Regions from separate parts of the Macaca mulatta genome. Here region 2 is linked to region 1. Evidence: chromatin contacts called from public Hi-C data. All regions are on one chromosome and are shown on one strand. Each heading gives the region's core, a stretch centred on a gene start, on an enhancer-like site or on the middle of the called end of the contact. The rest is flanking DNA. Distances are from core to core; before and after follow the strand shown. Region 1 overlaps KCNE3 (potassium voltage-gated channel subfamily E regulatory subunit 3). Region 2 has its middle 13 kb from the start of POLD3.

Region 1 (7,832 bases), core at 2,808-5,307:
TGCTCCTCCTTTGCCTTCTGCCGTGATTGTGAGGCCTCCCCAGCCATGTGGAACTGTGAGTGCATTAAACCTCTTTTTCTTTATAAACTGCCCAGGCTCAGGTATTCCTTCATGGCAGTATGAAAATGGACTAATACAATAGCTTATTCTGGTTACTTGATTACATGTTTGTCTTTTCCACTAGACCATATACTAAATAATAAAGGCAGGGCCTATATTTGTTTTACTGACTGCTATATGCAATCACTTATGACAGCACTCGATAAGTACTCAATAAATAATTGTAGAATAAAGCCTTCCCCGACCATCAGAACCCATACTAATCTCTCATTTCTTTAGATTCTATAAATCACTGAACTTTAGGTTAGAAGGACCTTAAGGATTATTGAATGTAACTCTTGCCATTTTACACACAGGGAAACTGAGGCCTTGAGAGAATAAGTGGCTTGTCCATGGTCACAGAATATTGGAGGTAGAGCCAAGACAGAAAGCCCTGCTCCTTATGGCTAGCTTAGAGCTGCTTCCACTTCCAAGCTAGCTCTCAGCAGGACTGTGTGGCACCATAAGAAGACATTCATCACAACTCTCCTTCAGCACAGTTCTCTTTATAGATTCCACAGACAGGCTGGGCACAGTGGCTCATGCCTGTAATCCTAGCACTTTGGGAGGCTGAGGCAGGTGGATCACTTGAGGTCAGGAGTTGGAGACCAGCCTTACCAACATGGTAAAACCCCATCTCTACTAAAAATACAAAAATTAGCTGGGCGTGGTGGTGAGCACTTGTAATCCCAGCTACTTGGGAGGCTGAGGCAGGAGAATCGCTTGGACCCAGAAGGTGGAGGTTGCAGTGAGCCGAGATAGAGCTGCTGTATTCCAGCTTGGGCCACAGAGTGTGACTTTGTCTCAAAAGAAAAAAAAAAAAAGACTCCATGGGTACACCTTTTTGGAAGATGCCTGGGGATGGTTTAAATTTCATCCTACCTAGAGGCCAGAAGCTGGATCATTTGACCTCTCAAGCATCCTGTGTCCCAAAGACTAGATATTCCTAGCTATTTGCAGAAATTCTGTTGGAAAGGAGGTGGTCAGGGAAATGGGAACAGGTTGGCAACCACTGTAGGCGCTGGAGAAGAGAAGAACAGCTTGGGCCTGAGGGCGGGAGAGTGAAAGGAGTTCTCAGTCTGGCTTGGGGTTTACCTGCCCACAAAAAGAAGACACAAGCACGCCAACTATCTTGTCTCCTGAAATAAAGTCATTATGTACCTGGCATATACTAAGTGATTATAAATGTTCCTTTTCCTTCTTCTCAGAGATCCTTAGTCTATAATATAGAAATAACCTTTTTTTTTTTTTTTTTTTGAGATGGAGTCTCGCTCGTCGCCCAGGCTGGAGTGCAGTAGCGCGATCTCAGCTCACTGCAAGCTCCGCCTCCTAGGTTCACGCCATTCTCCTGCCTCAGCCTCCCAAGTAGCTGGGACTACAGGTGCCCGCCACCATGCCTGGCTAATTTTTTTGTATTTTTAGTAGAGATGTGGTTTCACCGTGTTAGCCAGGATGGTCTTGATCTCCTGACCTCATGATCCACCCGCCTCAGCCTCTCAAAGTGCTGGGATTACAGCCGTGAGCCACTGTGCCCAGTCAGAAAGAACATCTTAAAACAGACTTGCATCCTTGTCTCTGAAAAACCATATGTCATTCCCTGTAAACAAGGCCCCACACTCACTTCCTTTAGGGAAGCCTCCGTTCAGTGCTCCCCACCCCTCAGCCACACTACACCACCTTTATCATCACAGCCTTCCCTTCCCCCCAACACTTAACATATAAGGCAATATGTGGCTATCCTCTTGTTTTTGATAAGGATATCATCAGGCCACATGTGCCTGGTCAGCAGGGCTATGTCTCTTCCTCCAATCTGGAGGACTACCCTGAGACTGGGTGTTCTCCTTTCCCAGGGCACTACCCTGCGACTGGCTGGGCATTCCCTTTTTCTAGGGGACTGCCCTAAGACTGAATGGGTGTTATCCTTCTCTCAATAGTTTCTAGTAAAGATGTCCACTTTAAGGAATTCTCTATGGGCCAAGCATTCAGTCCTCCATCATATGGGCAGAACTGTTAACAAACTAAAGTTAACTAATGTGACTATTAACCATAAGATCTCTTCCCTGGAAAATATGATCATTCTGACCATGATAAATATTCGTCAATGGCTCTATGAACGCAATTAGCCAGGACTGGGCAGCATTTTATGCAAGGCCTTTGGGGCCCTCTGCCATCTAGTACTTGTGCTGTCCTGTCTGGATGGAGGAGGGGAGAAGAACAAGAGCTCACTGAGTTAAGATCCAGGAGATATACATTCTCATCTACTACCCCATGTGTCAGGCAAAAGATCTGTGGCTGCTTCTTCCCTCGTGTCTGCCAATAGCAAGTAGGAGCAGCATGAGGAAATAAATAACTCAAAAAATCATCCAGATAGTTATCACCAATATGGGCCAGGCCCTGTGATGGGAGCTCGGGGTGGCTCAGATCCAGTGCCTTCGCCCAGATCCAGGGGCTCTGCTCTGATACAATGCAGGGGACAAGCCAGGAGCTACTAAGGCTAAAAGGAATAAGTAATGGATACTGATCAGGGCTTAGAGAGTGTCCACAGTGATGGAGGCATTTGAGTTGGACCTTGAAGGATTTTTAAGAGGCAGAGAAGACAAAGGAAGGCAACATGAGCAAAGGCGCAACAAAGTGTGTACATGTTTAGAAGAATGGAAAGTAGCATAAAGAGGTTGAAGTGTAAGATGTGTAGAAGAATAGCATAGGATGTGGGACAGGAGAGATAGGAGCCAGATCATGGGCAGCCTTGAGTGCCACTCTGTAGAGTTGGAACTTTATTCTGTAGCTAGGGAAGATAAAATGGTCAGATCTGTGCCTGGAAAGGATACTCTGACTGTCATGTGGACTGGAGGGAGCTGGAATTGAGGCAGTGAGCCCAGCTACATGAGTCTTGAAATAGTTTAGTGCAAGATGCTGAGTCACGAGTTGGGGCAGAGAGGATAACAAAGTGGGGAAGTGGGGGTAGAGACAGATGTGAGACCCGAGGAGGAAATGGCCAAGTAAGTGTTGAAGGAGGAAGGAGCCTCAGGCAATTTCACAGGTAGACAACAAACAAACAGTGTAAGTATCTGGAGGAGCCTACTCTGAAGGAAATAAGTTCCTTTCCCTGGTTGGGCTTCGGTTTCCTCATCTACCAAAAGAGATGACCATAGAGTTGTTGTATGGTAGGTATAGAGTTTCAGTTTTGCAAGATGAAAAGGTTCTGGAGATCTGCTGCACAACAAGGTGAATCTAGCTAACACTACTGAGTGTACACTCAAGAATGACTAAGATGGTACATTTGTGTGTGTGTGTGTGTGTGTGTGTGTGTGTGTGTGTTTTAAGCACAATTTTAAAAAATAGGCCAGGTGCGGTGGCTCACTCCTTTAATCCCAGTACTTTGGGAGGCTGAGGTGGGCGGGTCACCTGAGGTCAGGAGTTCAAGACCAGCCTAGCCAACATGGAGAAACCCCATCTCTACTAAAAATACAAAAATTAGCCAGGCACATGCCTGTATTTCCAGCTGCTCAGGAGGCTGAGGCAGGAGAACCGCTTGAACTTTGGAGGCAGAGGTTGCAGTGAGCCGAGATCATGCCACTGCACTCCAGCCGGGGCAGCAGAGCAAGACCTCTGTCTAAAAAAAAAAAAAAAAAGAAAAATGATCATCCTTGGCCTCCTCTTTCAAGGCTTGCTATGAGTATACACTTGTATTATACAGAAGAGGATTAAAAACTTTTTATTTTCAAGAAGCAAATATGTACACATAGGTTTAAAAAAAAAGAATGGACACAGCACATACTGTGAAGGTGAAAGCTCCTAGTTGTCCCGAGCTCCAATCCCAGGGCAGGGCAGTTACCATTCAGTTTTCTTACGTATCATTGGAAAGGGGTTTTAACTGACAGGGAGAGGGAGGGAAATCTCAATCTGGAAGACTCACCAGCTGGCAAATCCGCTGGCTCTCAGTCAGTTTCAGGAGTCTCTTTGTGGACACACTAAGGCTCCTCAGCCCCCGAGCCTCTTCAGGATGTCTCTGGACACATCTGAGATCTCAGTATTGACTTCGGAGCTGGGAAAGCCCAGAGCTAGAAAGCAGGAGAGAAAGCAGAAAAGGAAGGAACCAGGGTGGATTGCCCAAGGCCAGGCCCCAAGGATTGTGCAATAGTCCTGCTGTGGGCTCTGACCCCCTCCCACAGCCCCTCCCCTTCCTGCAGCAGCTGGGTCAGGCCAGCCTAGGGTTGCAGTTAAAGGAACTGTGCAGTGACCAAAGGGCCTCTGATTGCTGTCCCCCAACTCCAGACTTAGTGTCTTCATTGGGTGACATCATGAGAAACCTATTTAACATGTGGACTCACACTCAGGGACCAGCTGATGGTGCAGCCTAAAACATTCCCTTTCCTAAGGGTTACCTTAGCAAGGGCCTTTTAGAATGCCAAGAGAACAGACATGAGTGGGAGAATGGCAGCTGCATTGATATTTTGCACAGGAACAAATGATGTGTTACCACCCAATCTATTCAGATAGACAGGATATGAACACGGTCACAGAATGAGCACTATCTGTAGCAGAGCTTTGTTGTGAAAATTAAAGAACATCATGTAGTGCTTGGCACTAGACACTGCACAGATGGCGGTGGTTGTATTTTGTAGAGCAGAGGCTGGAAGGGCCTTCAGAGCCCATCTAGGCTATATGCCCTTACTTTACGGTGAAGGAAATGGAAACCCAGGGGGTTGTCCAGGCTCAGCTGCTCCTTGTGTGACTTTGGACGTACGACTTCCCTTTTCTGTGCCTCAGCTTCTGTCTGCATCTGTAAAATGAAGGGGTCCCAGTTGGTTCTAATGTCCTGTGATGATCTGAATCATGAAACCAAGCTGTGAAACCATGGGAAGTTAGACAGGCTGATGGGAGAAGCATTTTGGGGGATTTCTAGAGCTTCTCAAATCCCAAGATAGAGAAGGCTGTGGACCTTTTCCTCACAGGCTAAGATGCTTCTGAGCCCTGGGACTGACTTACATCTAATATCCCAGCCGAGCCAAACTGAGGGATTTACTCATTTTTCCTCTTCACAGCTCACCTGCCAGGATGATCCAGCCTGAGGAGGAGATAGACTCTGCAGAAAGTGGGAGAAGGGGACAGTGTGGAGGTCAGCAGGGGGCTTTGAGGCAGTGTTCCATGAGGGGAATAAAGATTCATGAGACCTTTCACACCTCAGGGCCTCTCTGGATAGACTAGGATGTTTGTGATTCTGACAGGAGGAGGAAAGAGGCCATAGTTCCATACCTCTAGGTGCTGGGTTTGTGTGGGAGGGAGGGCCTGGGTGCAAGGGCCTCCTGTCTGAATTAGGCGAGGCAGAAAGCTGATGAAGGCACAGGTTGGTTCTCTTTGGGGCTCTGGGACTGCCTCTGGGGCTCAAGCTGGGGACTCGCAGTCAGGAACGGGGGAGTTTTGCCACTGTTTCTGAGTTCCTTGGCTTCCCTGTCCAGGAGAGTCCCTGATTACCAAGATCCTTGGATGGGGAAGACAGAGCTCCTGCCCTGGAGAGGTCTTGCCTTGAAATAGAAGATAGGCCAGTGAGGAAAGAGGGTGAGCAGATGGCCAAGCTGACAGGGACTTTAAGGATCTTCTAGAATCTAGATTCCAGGCCAACCCTCCATTTCGTAGATGAGGGAACTGAGGCTCAGAAGGGAGAAGTGACTAGTCCAAAATGACATGGCCCATAAATGGCAGCACTCAGACAAGAACCCAGGTGTTTGGCGGTACTGTTCAGGTGCTCTTTCCACTACAAATGGCAGTGTTTCCTCACATCTAAGCTTCACATCACACCAGACACAGCCTCCTAGTGTCATGGGGCATCATCTCCTCTAACTTTGTTACTATGGCCTTTTCGTGCACCACAGATTCTCACCAATCTTAGTCAAGGACCCAGTGAGATGGAGCTTGGTAAGCTTCGGAGGAGGAGGTAGCCTTCCTTTATGCTCTCGTCTCCCATGCACCCCGCTGCTCCAGACCTACTCCTGATTCCCTAGATGAGCCAAGTTCACTCTCTGTTCCTGCTATTTCCCACACATTACCAGGTTCTCACAAAATGCACTTGCCTTGCACTTGTCCAACCCCTACTTGGGGACTAAAGCTGTGATCTGAGGGATGAACTGGGGATCTTAGTGGTGTTTTCGTTCAGGTTGCTCTGGGGGAAAAGTGAAACTCTACCCTTGGGTCTTTCTTTCCCATTGCTCCATTTCAGCTACTCTTTCAGAATGAGCGTCTTCAGTGTCTGGAAATGAAGTACAGAGAGGCAGGTAGAAAAAGTCACATAAAGCAGGTAGGTGATCCAAAGACAGCTCCTGGGGTGTACAGTTTTGCCACTGTCCCCTCAGTGGTCTTACCACTCTTGTGGACTGGAGAGCTGGTGGAGTGGGAGAGGAGTTGAAGGAGTAGCCCCTAGCATCCAGTTGGAAGGAAAAGGAATAGAATCTGAGCTGGAAGAGATCTTCATGATCATGTTGTTGGTGCAACCCCCTCATTCAACCAGTGGGAAAATAGACCCTCCTCCCCAAGGCAATCACCTGCTTAAAGTCTCACAGCCCAGTAGTGGCAGAGTTGGAGCCAGAAACCAAGTATCTTGACTTCCCCTCCACAGACCTTTCCACTATAAGTTCCCTTCTGCCAGTAGGGCAGACTCTTAAACTCTTCTGATTACCACTGAAGTGCCTTGAAATGTGACTCTGACACTGGCCTCATCTCCCCGCAGCTCTTCTCAGTGGCCTGCACCCATGACACTGAACTACAGGCCACTCTCCAAATACTCCTTGCGCTTGCACATCTCTTGCCTTTGCTCATGCTGTTTTCTTAAACAAGAATGCCCTTCCTCTTTTTACCTGCCCGGCAAACTCCTACTCATCCTTCAAGACCCAGCTCCAATTCATCTCTGTAGACCTTCTCCTGGGACACCTCATTCCTCACTCCCTAGCCAGTTAGTCTCTCCCTCTTGTTTTTTTCCCCAAAAGTGCTTTGCACAAAGACTTATTAGAGCACTATGCTGTATTGAAATTGTGTGTTTGTGTGTGTGTGTAACTGTGCTTTGAGGTAAGAGGGCAGGGTCCTGTGCCTCATACATTTCTTTATTTCCCAGCCCTGATACCTAGCAGGCATTCAAGAATAAATGAATCAATGCCTCTTCTCTAAGAGCATGCCTCTGCTCTGGCACACACATATACATTCATGAAAACAGCTTACAATATTTAAAAAGCAACCTCCAGGGAAGGGCAAAACAGATTTCATTTGGTCTGGGGAAGGGATGGCTCAAAGAAAAGCAGTCATCTCAGTCAGGTGGGGTGAGTCACAGGAGGAGGAATTCTAAGCTTTCTTTGGAAGCCCAGATGCTCCCTGCACCTGGACCCCATTCAATCCAAAGGGCAAACATTCTTGGCCTCAAAACACCAGCAATGGCTTTGCAACCCTCTTCCCTGTGTACCTACCCAGGGTGTGGCTATATACACCCACCCCCTGCACACACACACACAGTCCAACTCCCCGGTCCTTCGGCCTGTGATCTTGCCGTTCAAGTGTTCCTTTCATGATTCTAATCTTGGCTGTATGCTTGGCTCTGTGTCCTTGAACACTGCATTTACTTCCTCTGAACCTCATCTATAAGATGGGGATAATGATCCCTGCCCTGCCTAACTCATATGAGAACTGGAGGAGACAAGAGATGGGAAAGTTTTAGAAATTGCAAACATACAAGAAAATTATCAGGCAGC
Region 2 (7,832 bases), core at 3,298-5,797, 120 kb after region 1:
GAGATTGCAGTGAGCTGAGATCGCACCACTTCGCTCCAGCCTGGGCTAAAGAGTGAGACTCCGTCAAAGAAAAGAAAGGGAAAGAAAGAAAAGAAAGAAAGAAAGAAAGGAAGGAAGGAAGGAAGGAAGGAAGGAAGGAAGGAAGGAAGGAAGGAAGGAAGGAAGGGAAGGGAGGAAGGAAGGAAAGAAGGAAGGAAGGGAAGGGAGGAAGGAAAGAAAGAAGGAAGGAAGGGAAGGGAGGGAAGGGAGGGAAGGGAGGGAAGGGAGGGAGGGAAGGGAGGGAAGGAAGGGAAGAAAAGAAAGAAACAACCCAGCAGATGGATCCTTTGTCTGGCCTAATGGGGTTCTGAAAGGCCGAGATGTATCGACAGAGGCAGAGGATATATTTCTGGGTATGAATCAGCTCTGGCTGGGGGCAGCTCATCAGAAACCCAACCCTCCAGGATGAAAAATGAAGGCATTCCTTACTGACCTGATATCCCCACACTTCCCAGCCTCTTCTAGCCACACCACAGCCCAGTGGCTCATTTGTGGCCTGGCCATGTCTGTGCCAGGCTCCAGCTGGAACAGGATAAGTGATGGATTAGACATGGGCCTGGCCTTCAGGAGCTCACAGCAAACTGAGTGAGAGAGCTGTGTAAGGTATGGATGCCTCTTTAATTTTTTTAGCAACTGGTGCCAAAGTGTCCTGAGAAGAAATTAGGATAATCTATGAAAAACTACCCTATGGCCGCCTGGTACTTGGGTAGAGAATGGGCGGGATTGTGTTGCATTAGACAAGGGAGGTTTACACACACACATACACACACACGCAAGCACACACACACGCAAGCACACACACATACGCACGCACACACACGCACGCACACCCGCAACACACGCATACACACATGCATGCATGCACACACACGCACACACACACATATGCATGCACGCATGTGTTCCGACAAAGAGAAGGGGGAAGACGAAAATACCCTGGGCTGGGAAGCTGACTGAAACAAGGGAATTTTGAAGAGGAAAGACCTCATATGGGAAATCTTAGGTGTAAATTGTGTGAACTGTGCAGTATACCCCTTCCCCCCACACTCCTCACTTCCTTAGTACACTACCCAAATCCCCAAATGCCTGGTAGGATTGGATATTTCGTGGAAATCAGAAGCTGAAACAGAATCTCACCCAGCCAGATGAGAAGCAGCAGCACCATCTGGACTGTGTTTAATCAGCAGGAGGCCGTGAGACAAATGTCAGGAAGGAGGCTCTGAAGCTTCCAGACACAAAGGAATGGAGCAGAGTCGAGGGCAGTATTTCAGGCTGCAGCAGAAGCAGGAAGCGAAGGCATGTGGCTGTGACAGCAGGTGCGTGCTGTTGGATGATGCTGGCGCTACTGCAGTTTGACATTGCTGAAGAGGAAGGTGGAAGAAGGACCAGACCCTGAAGAGCCTTGAATGCTCCTGTCTTCTCTACTAAGAAACTGAGACTTGCCGGACATGGTGGCTCACACCTGTAATCCCAGCACTTTGGGAGGCTGAAGTGGGCAGATCATTTGAGGTCAGGAGTTCGAGACTAGCCTGACCTACACAGTGAAACCCTATCTCTACCAAAAATACAAAAAAAAAAAATTAGCCGGGCGTGGTAGCATGCACCTATAGTCCCAGCTACTCAGGAGGCTGAGGCAGGAGACCCCCTTGAACCCAGGAGGTGGAGGTTGCAGTGAGGTGAGATCGTGCCATTGCAGTCCAGCCTGGGTGACAGAGTGGGACTCCATGAAGGAAGGAGGGAAGGAAGGAGTGGGAGGCGGGGAGGGAAAGAAGGAAGGAAGGAAGAAAGAAAGAGAGAGAAAGGAGAGAGACTTTATTCTAAAATCAACAGAGAACCACCAAAGGGTTTTAAGCAGGGAGTAACATCATCAGATCTGTGTTTCAGAAACATCATCCTGGCCGGGTGCAGTGGCTCACACCTGTAATCCCAGCACTTTGGGAGGCCGAGGCAGGCAGATCGTGAGATCAAGAGATTGAAACCATCTTGGCCCACATGGTGAAACTCTGTCTCTACTGAAAATATAAAAATTAGCTGGGCGTGGTGATGGCCACCTGTAGTCCCAGCTACTCAGGAGGCTGAGGCAGGAGAATCATTTGAACCCAGGAGGCAGAGGTTGCAGTGAGCTGAGATCACTCCACTGCACTCCAGCCTGGCAACAGAGACTCTGTCAAGAAGGAAGGAAGGGAGGGAGGGAGGGAGGGAGGGAGGAAGGAAGGAAGCTCATCCTAGAACTTGTGTTAAAGATGAACCAGGGCCAGGGAGGGCGGATTGGAGTAGAGATGAGGCTAGAAAAGATGAGGACAAGCAGGCATTTCCTTTATTAGCAGAAAACTTAAAAGAAAAGACTGATGATAGGAGGGCCTGAAATAGGGCAGGTATGAGGAGAGCAGTGGAGTGGTGGAGGTATCACAGAGCAAGGGGAAATGAGAGAAGTTAGTTGGGTAAGTCCACTATCTGATTTTGCCTTAGGAAGAAAATACTGAAAGGTAAGATACTTCAAATTAGTCAACCCCAAACATATGCAGTGTTTACTAAAGTACTATGTGTCAAGATTGTATGTAGGAACGTGTGAAGCCTCTTTCTGGGGTCTCTAGCAGCAGGGCTGTTTGCAGCCGTCAAGCCTGCTTAGGACCTGGGCTCGTTGCCTCTCTGTCCTCATTTCTGATCACTGGGTCTTTCAAGGAAGCTGGATTTCCCCATTAGCTTATCTATAATGTTCACCTGATAACAGACAATAGTCATTGCAGTGGTGCAAGGAAAAGTAGACAACACCTTCCACAAACAATATTCTGTAACTCAACAAAAGGGACTATAGAGCAGAACAATATTTAATTCACTTTCATCCACCCATCCATCTATTCAACAGGCATTCAGTTTCCGCCAATAAATATTTGCTAAGGGCCTGTTCATTCCAGTTTTAGCCAAGTAGGGTGCTGGGAACCAGTGATGAAAAGGCCTTTGAAGAATTTCCTTTCCATGTCCCCTCCTGCAGATTCCAGCCTTCAGTTCCTCCAGTCCTGCCTCCCTGACTGACAACACTCTAGATGAAACAGACCCCACAATGCCTGGCGTGCCTTTTCCTAAGACAAATGTCCACCACCACCTCCTAGCCCTGTGGCTTAGACAGACATGCTATGAAGCTCATGACCATCCTCAACCCCTTCCACCTCTCCATTTCCACGTAGTTAATTGGCCAGAGTTGTCTTCACCTTCTATCCAGTTCTTCTCACTCTTCATTCCTTAAATTACTGAACTCTGGCTCTTGCGACTGTCACTCCTCTAGCCGATGGAGGCCAAATTCAATGCATTCCTTTTTTTTTTTTTTTTTTTTTTTTTCTGTGATGGAGTCTCACTCTGTAGCCCAGGCTGGAGTGAAGTGGCATGATCTCAGCTCACTGCAACCTCCGCCTCCTGGGTTCAAGCAATTCTCCTGCCTCAGCCTCCCAAGTAGTTGGGATTATAGGCGCCCACCACCACACTCAGCTAATATTTGTTTTTTCATTTTGTTTTGTTTTGTTGAGATGGAGTCTCGCCCTGTCACCCAGGCTAGAGTGCAATGGCACAATCTCGGCTCACTGCAACCTCCACCTCCCGGTTCAAGCAATTCTCTTGCCTCAGCCTCCCAAGTAGCTGGGATTACAGATGCCTACCACCATGCCCAGCTAATTTTTGTATTTTTAGCAGAGACGGGGTTTCACCATGTTGGCCAGGCTGATCTTGAACTCCTGACTTCGTGATCCACCTGCCTCGGCCTCCCAAACTGCTGAGATTACAGGCGTGAGCCACCGCTCCCAGCGTAAGTTTTGTATTTTTAGTAGAGACGGGGTTTAAACATGTTGCCCAGGCTGATCTTGAACTCCTGACCTCAGGTGATCCAACTGCCTCAACTTCCCAAAGTGCTGGGATTATAGGCGTGAGCCACTGCATCGGGCCAACATGGTCTTTTAACTGTCTGTTAACTTATCTGTCTCCAACCTGGGTCATATGTCTCTTGTATACTATTGTATCTCATATATATAGTGAATTCTAAGAAGAAACTCAGTGAACAAGTAAGGAATGAATGAATGAGCACTTGTCTAAGAGGAACCTGTCCATGGGCTGCTTAGTATCCTGAAAAAAATTTTGATAATCTGAGATTTAAAAAAAAACAAAAACAAAAACTGAAATAAGTTGAGCAAATTGGACTGGGCCAGTTAGGAATTACAAAATGGGGAACTGTTGAGAAAATCTGTAGTTAGTCATGGGCCAAAAGCTGGAAGTGGTGGTTGACATGAACCATAGCAACGATGGCTCTGTTTATACTAAAATTATGAGGAAACAAAAACTGTGGTTAAGCAGAGAAGAAAACAGAGCAGTCATACAGAAAGAAGCAATGAGGTCAAAAGACAATGAGGCAAAGAGAGCAGCTCACTCCCTCAAGACTGTGTCTGCAACAGCCCTTGCCCTTCTTCACCTGACATGAAAGCTAAGCCCACGTGACAGCTCCTCAGGAAGTCTCCCTGACCAGCAGTGTTTGGGGGCAGAAAGCAATGTTCTCTGAAAAAAGGATCATATGCTTCTTTCTAGCCCTGAATGCCAACCCCACCTGACACACATTGTAAGAATTCAGAGGCCGGGTGCAGTGGCTCACGCTTATAATCCCAGCACTTTGGGAGGCCGAGGTTGGCAATCACCAGGTCAGGAGTTCGAGACCAGCCTGGCCAATATGGTGAAACCCCATCTCTCCTAAAAATACAAAAATTAGCCCAGCTACTCGGGAGGCTGAGGCAGGAGAATTGCTTGAACCTCGGAGGCCTATAATCCCAGCTACTCGGGAGGCTGAGGCAGGAGAATTGCTTGAACCTGGGAGGCGGAGGTTGCAGTGAGCCAAGATCATACCACTGCACTCCAACCTGGGTGGCAGAGGGAGACTCTGTCTCAAAACAAAAAAAAAAATTTCAGAAATGATGTGCTTAAGACAAAACTGCCCATAGCCAGTTTTCAGTTATCTTCACTTTTAGCATCACTACTCCAAGCACTCTCCCCACCCCCAAGGGAAGGGAGAAAGGAAAAAAATTATACAAAGCATATGCAAGGTGGGGATGGGAGGTCCTCATGCTCTTTTTCTGAATGTCTGAGGCAGCAAAGGTAGAGACATGAACATCTGGTGAGCGAGCTGAGGAATAAACAGGCTAGGGTGTGAGTGTGGCTGGGAGCATGATGGGGTGGTATACGTATGGAGCAGGAAAACCAGTATCACAGTGTCCTCTTGGCTCACCCACTTAGTTTTGGTAACTGAGGGATTTTGCATTGATTTTTATAGTACTGATAAGGTGTTTTAGAACAAGCACCTGGAGACTTATCTCACTGTCCTTGAGCTCCTACGTCACCAGCTGTCAAGAGGGTAATGTGTCCTGGCCTGGCCTGGGTAGCTATACATTCCCCAAGACAGTCTATGCAAGATACACATGTTCTCATAAAACTTTATGAGAACTTTAAAAAATGCGTTTATTTTTGAGATAGGGTCTTGCTTTGTCACCCAAGCTGGAGTGCAGTGGCATGAACATAGCTCACTGCAGCCTTGACCTCCTGGGCTCAAGTGATCCTCCTGCCTCAGCCTCCTGAGTAGCTAGGACTACAGGCACAAGCCACCACACCTGGCTATTTTTTTCTTTTTCTTTTTTTGTAGAGATGGGATTGCCCTGTGTTGCCTAGGCTGATCTCAAACTCCTAGACTCAAGCGATCCTCCCACCTCAGCCTCCCAAAATGTTGGGATTATAGGCATGAGCCACCGTGCCTGGCCTAAACAACTTTTTGAAAAAGAAGAAATACAGGCTTGTGATGTATTATTAAAAGTTGTAACAAAGACAGCACTCTGGCCGGGTATGGTGGTTTACGCCTGTAATCCCAGAACTCTAGGAGGACAAGGTGGGCGGATCACTTAAGGCCAGGAGTTTGAGACAAACCTGGCCAACATGGTGAAACCCTGTCTCTACCAAAAATACAAAACTTATCCAGGCGTGGTGGTGCTCACTTGTAGTTCCAGCTACTCAGGAGGTTGAGTTATGAGAATCGCTTGAACCCAGGAGGTAGAGGTTGCAGTGACCCGAGATTGCACCACTGTACTCCAGCCTGGGCAATAGAGCAAGACTCTGTCTCAAAAAAAAAAAAAAAAGACAGCACTCTGATTTCATTTTTATATATTTCTCCAAATGAAAGGAAGGATTACATGGTATATATTCCTGGTATCCAGGCCCAAAGTTTTTCCCTGATTTCCTCTGATCTGGTGAGCTACCTCCTCTGAGTTCTTCTGGTACGCTGTGATTCCCTCACACTGTATTGCTGTTTGCCCTATACAGACTGTAAACTCCCAGAGATGAAGACCATGCTGTGTCCCCATTAATCACATAGAGCCTGGTATACAAGAGGCCTTTAGCAATGTTCATCGAATGAATGAATGAATGAATGAGTGATCTAATTACTAAATACATCTGTGTCAACAAGAAATATATTGGTGTTAAGATTACTTCTTTTTTTGTTTTGTTTTGTTTTGTTTTGTTTGTGTTTGATACAGGGTCTCACTCTGTTGCCCAGGCTGGAGTGCAATGGCAGGATCTCAGCTCACAGCAACCTCCACCTGCCAGGTTCAAGTGATCCTCCCGCCTCAGCCTCCCAAGTAGCTGGGATTACAAGTGTGAGCCACCACACCTGGCTAATGTTTGTATTTTTCAGTAGAGATATTGTTTCCCCATGTTGGCGAGGCTGGTCTCAAACTCCTGGCCTCAAGCGATCCTCCTGCCTTGGCTTCCCAAAGTGCTGGGATTATAGGCGTAAACCACAGAGCCTGGTCTTAAGATTACTTTAATCTTATACATCTTAGTTGACCTGTTACCCGCTTGGAATGTTACCCCCAATAAACCTGTAGTATCCCGGAAGGCCAGCCAACTGGTAGGGTTCCTAAGTTGCCCCCAAGGGCTTCCTTTCCTGTGCAGAGGCCTGGCTTCCTTCCCTCCTCTGAGTCTGGGAACCCTGCCTGCACAAAGGTTGATTGCTCATCACCCTGCCCCAATATTGAGCCCTGTCTAGATTTCCCACTCCATGCCCCATCAGAATCATTAGATTCTCTGATGCGATTATTTCTGGGATGAGGCGGGGACGAAGAAGACAGAGGAGGGTCAACCTTCTACTTCTGACACTTAGGTTCTTTTTTGAGGCATGGAGGCTGAGGTCCTATGGTTCCCACTGCTGGTGGCACCTGACGCCAACATCCCCAACAGTTTTGTCTGGCCTCTCCTTTGGTTAGAAAATGCTTTGGCTGATTGATTATTCTGGCTTCTGGAGAACTGCTTTTGTTCTCAACATGAGGCACCATCCTTAAGGAATAAGGAGTGAGTGTTTTTTTTGTTTTTGTTGTTGTTGTTGTTGTTGTTTTTTAAAGTGACATTTAAGATGTTGTAGGTAGGAATGGTGGTTCTAGTCCTTTTTGGAGATTACCTTTTACATTTTATTTTATTTTTTTAATGGAGTCTCACTCTGTTGCCCAGGGTGGAGTGCAATGGCATGATCTAGGCTCACTGCAACCTCCATCTCCTGGGTTCAAGCGATTCTCCTGCCTCAGCTTCCCAAGCAGCTAGGATTACAGGTGCCTGCCACCACACCCAGCTAATTTTTGTATTTTTAGTAAAGATGGGGTTTCCGCATGCTGGCCAGGCTGGTCTCAAACTCCCAACCTCAGGCAATCTGCCCGCCTCGACCTCCCGAAGTGCTGGGATTATAGGCATGAGCCACCTCGCCCGGCCACCTTTTACATTTT

What was found. A called contact is a pair of places that touch in the nucleus more often than the background predicts.
Region 2: a contact with region 1 is called in a Hi-C map of blood, with 2.3 times the contacts expected there. The contact joins two enhancer-like sites. A contact is called at or near these places in 8 of 14 Hi-C or Micro-C datasets (CD4 T cells, blood, fetal cortex germinal zone and 4 more).

Annotation. Positions count from the first base shown.
Region 1 is chr14:74,858,759-74,866,590 of T2T-MMU8v2.0, forward strand. The region is part of intron 1 of KCNE3 (potassium voltage-gated channel subfamily E regulatory subunit 3); the gene reads right to left. The region is part of intron 3 of LOC106993384 (a long non-coding RNA gene); the gene reads left to right. Among named protein-coding and RNA genes, the nearest start is that of KCNE3, 6.0 kb to the right of the region's middle. Within about 2 kb of position 4,058, at least 16 of the 40 cell types and tissues checked have an H3K27ac peak or open chromatin away from gene starts, as enhancers often do. A contact at or near this core is called in blood, where this site is marked.
Region 2 is chr14:74,973,899-74,981,730 of T2T-MMU8v2.0, forward strand. No RefSeq gene overlaps it. Among named protein-coding and RNA genes, the nearest start is that of POLD3, 13 kb to the right of the region's middle. Within about 2 kb of position 4,548, at least 12 of the 40 cell types and tissues checked have an H3K27ac peak or open chromatin away from gene starts, as enhancers often do. A contact at or near this core is called in blood, where this site is marked.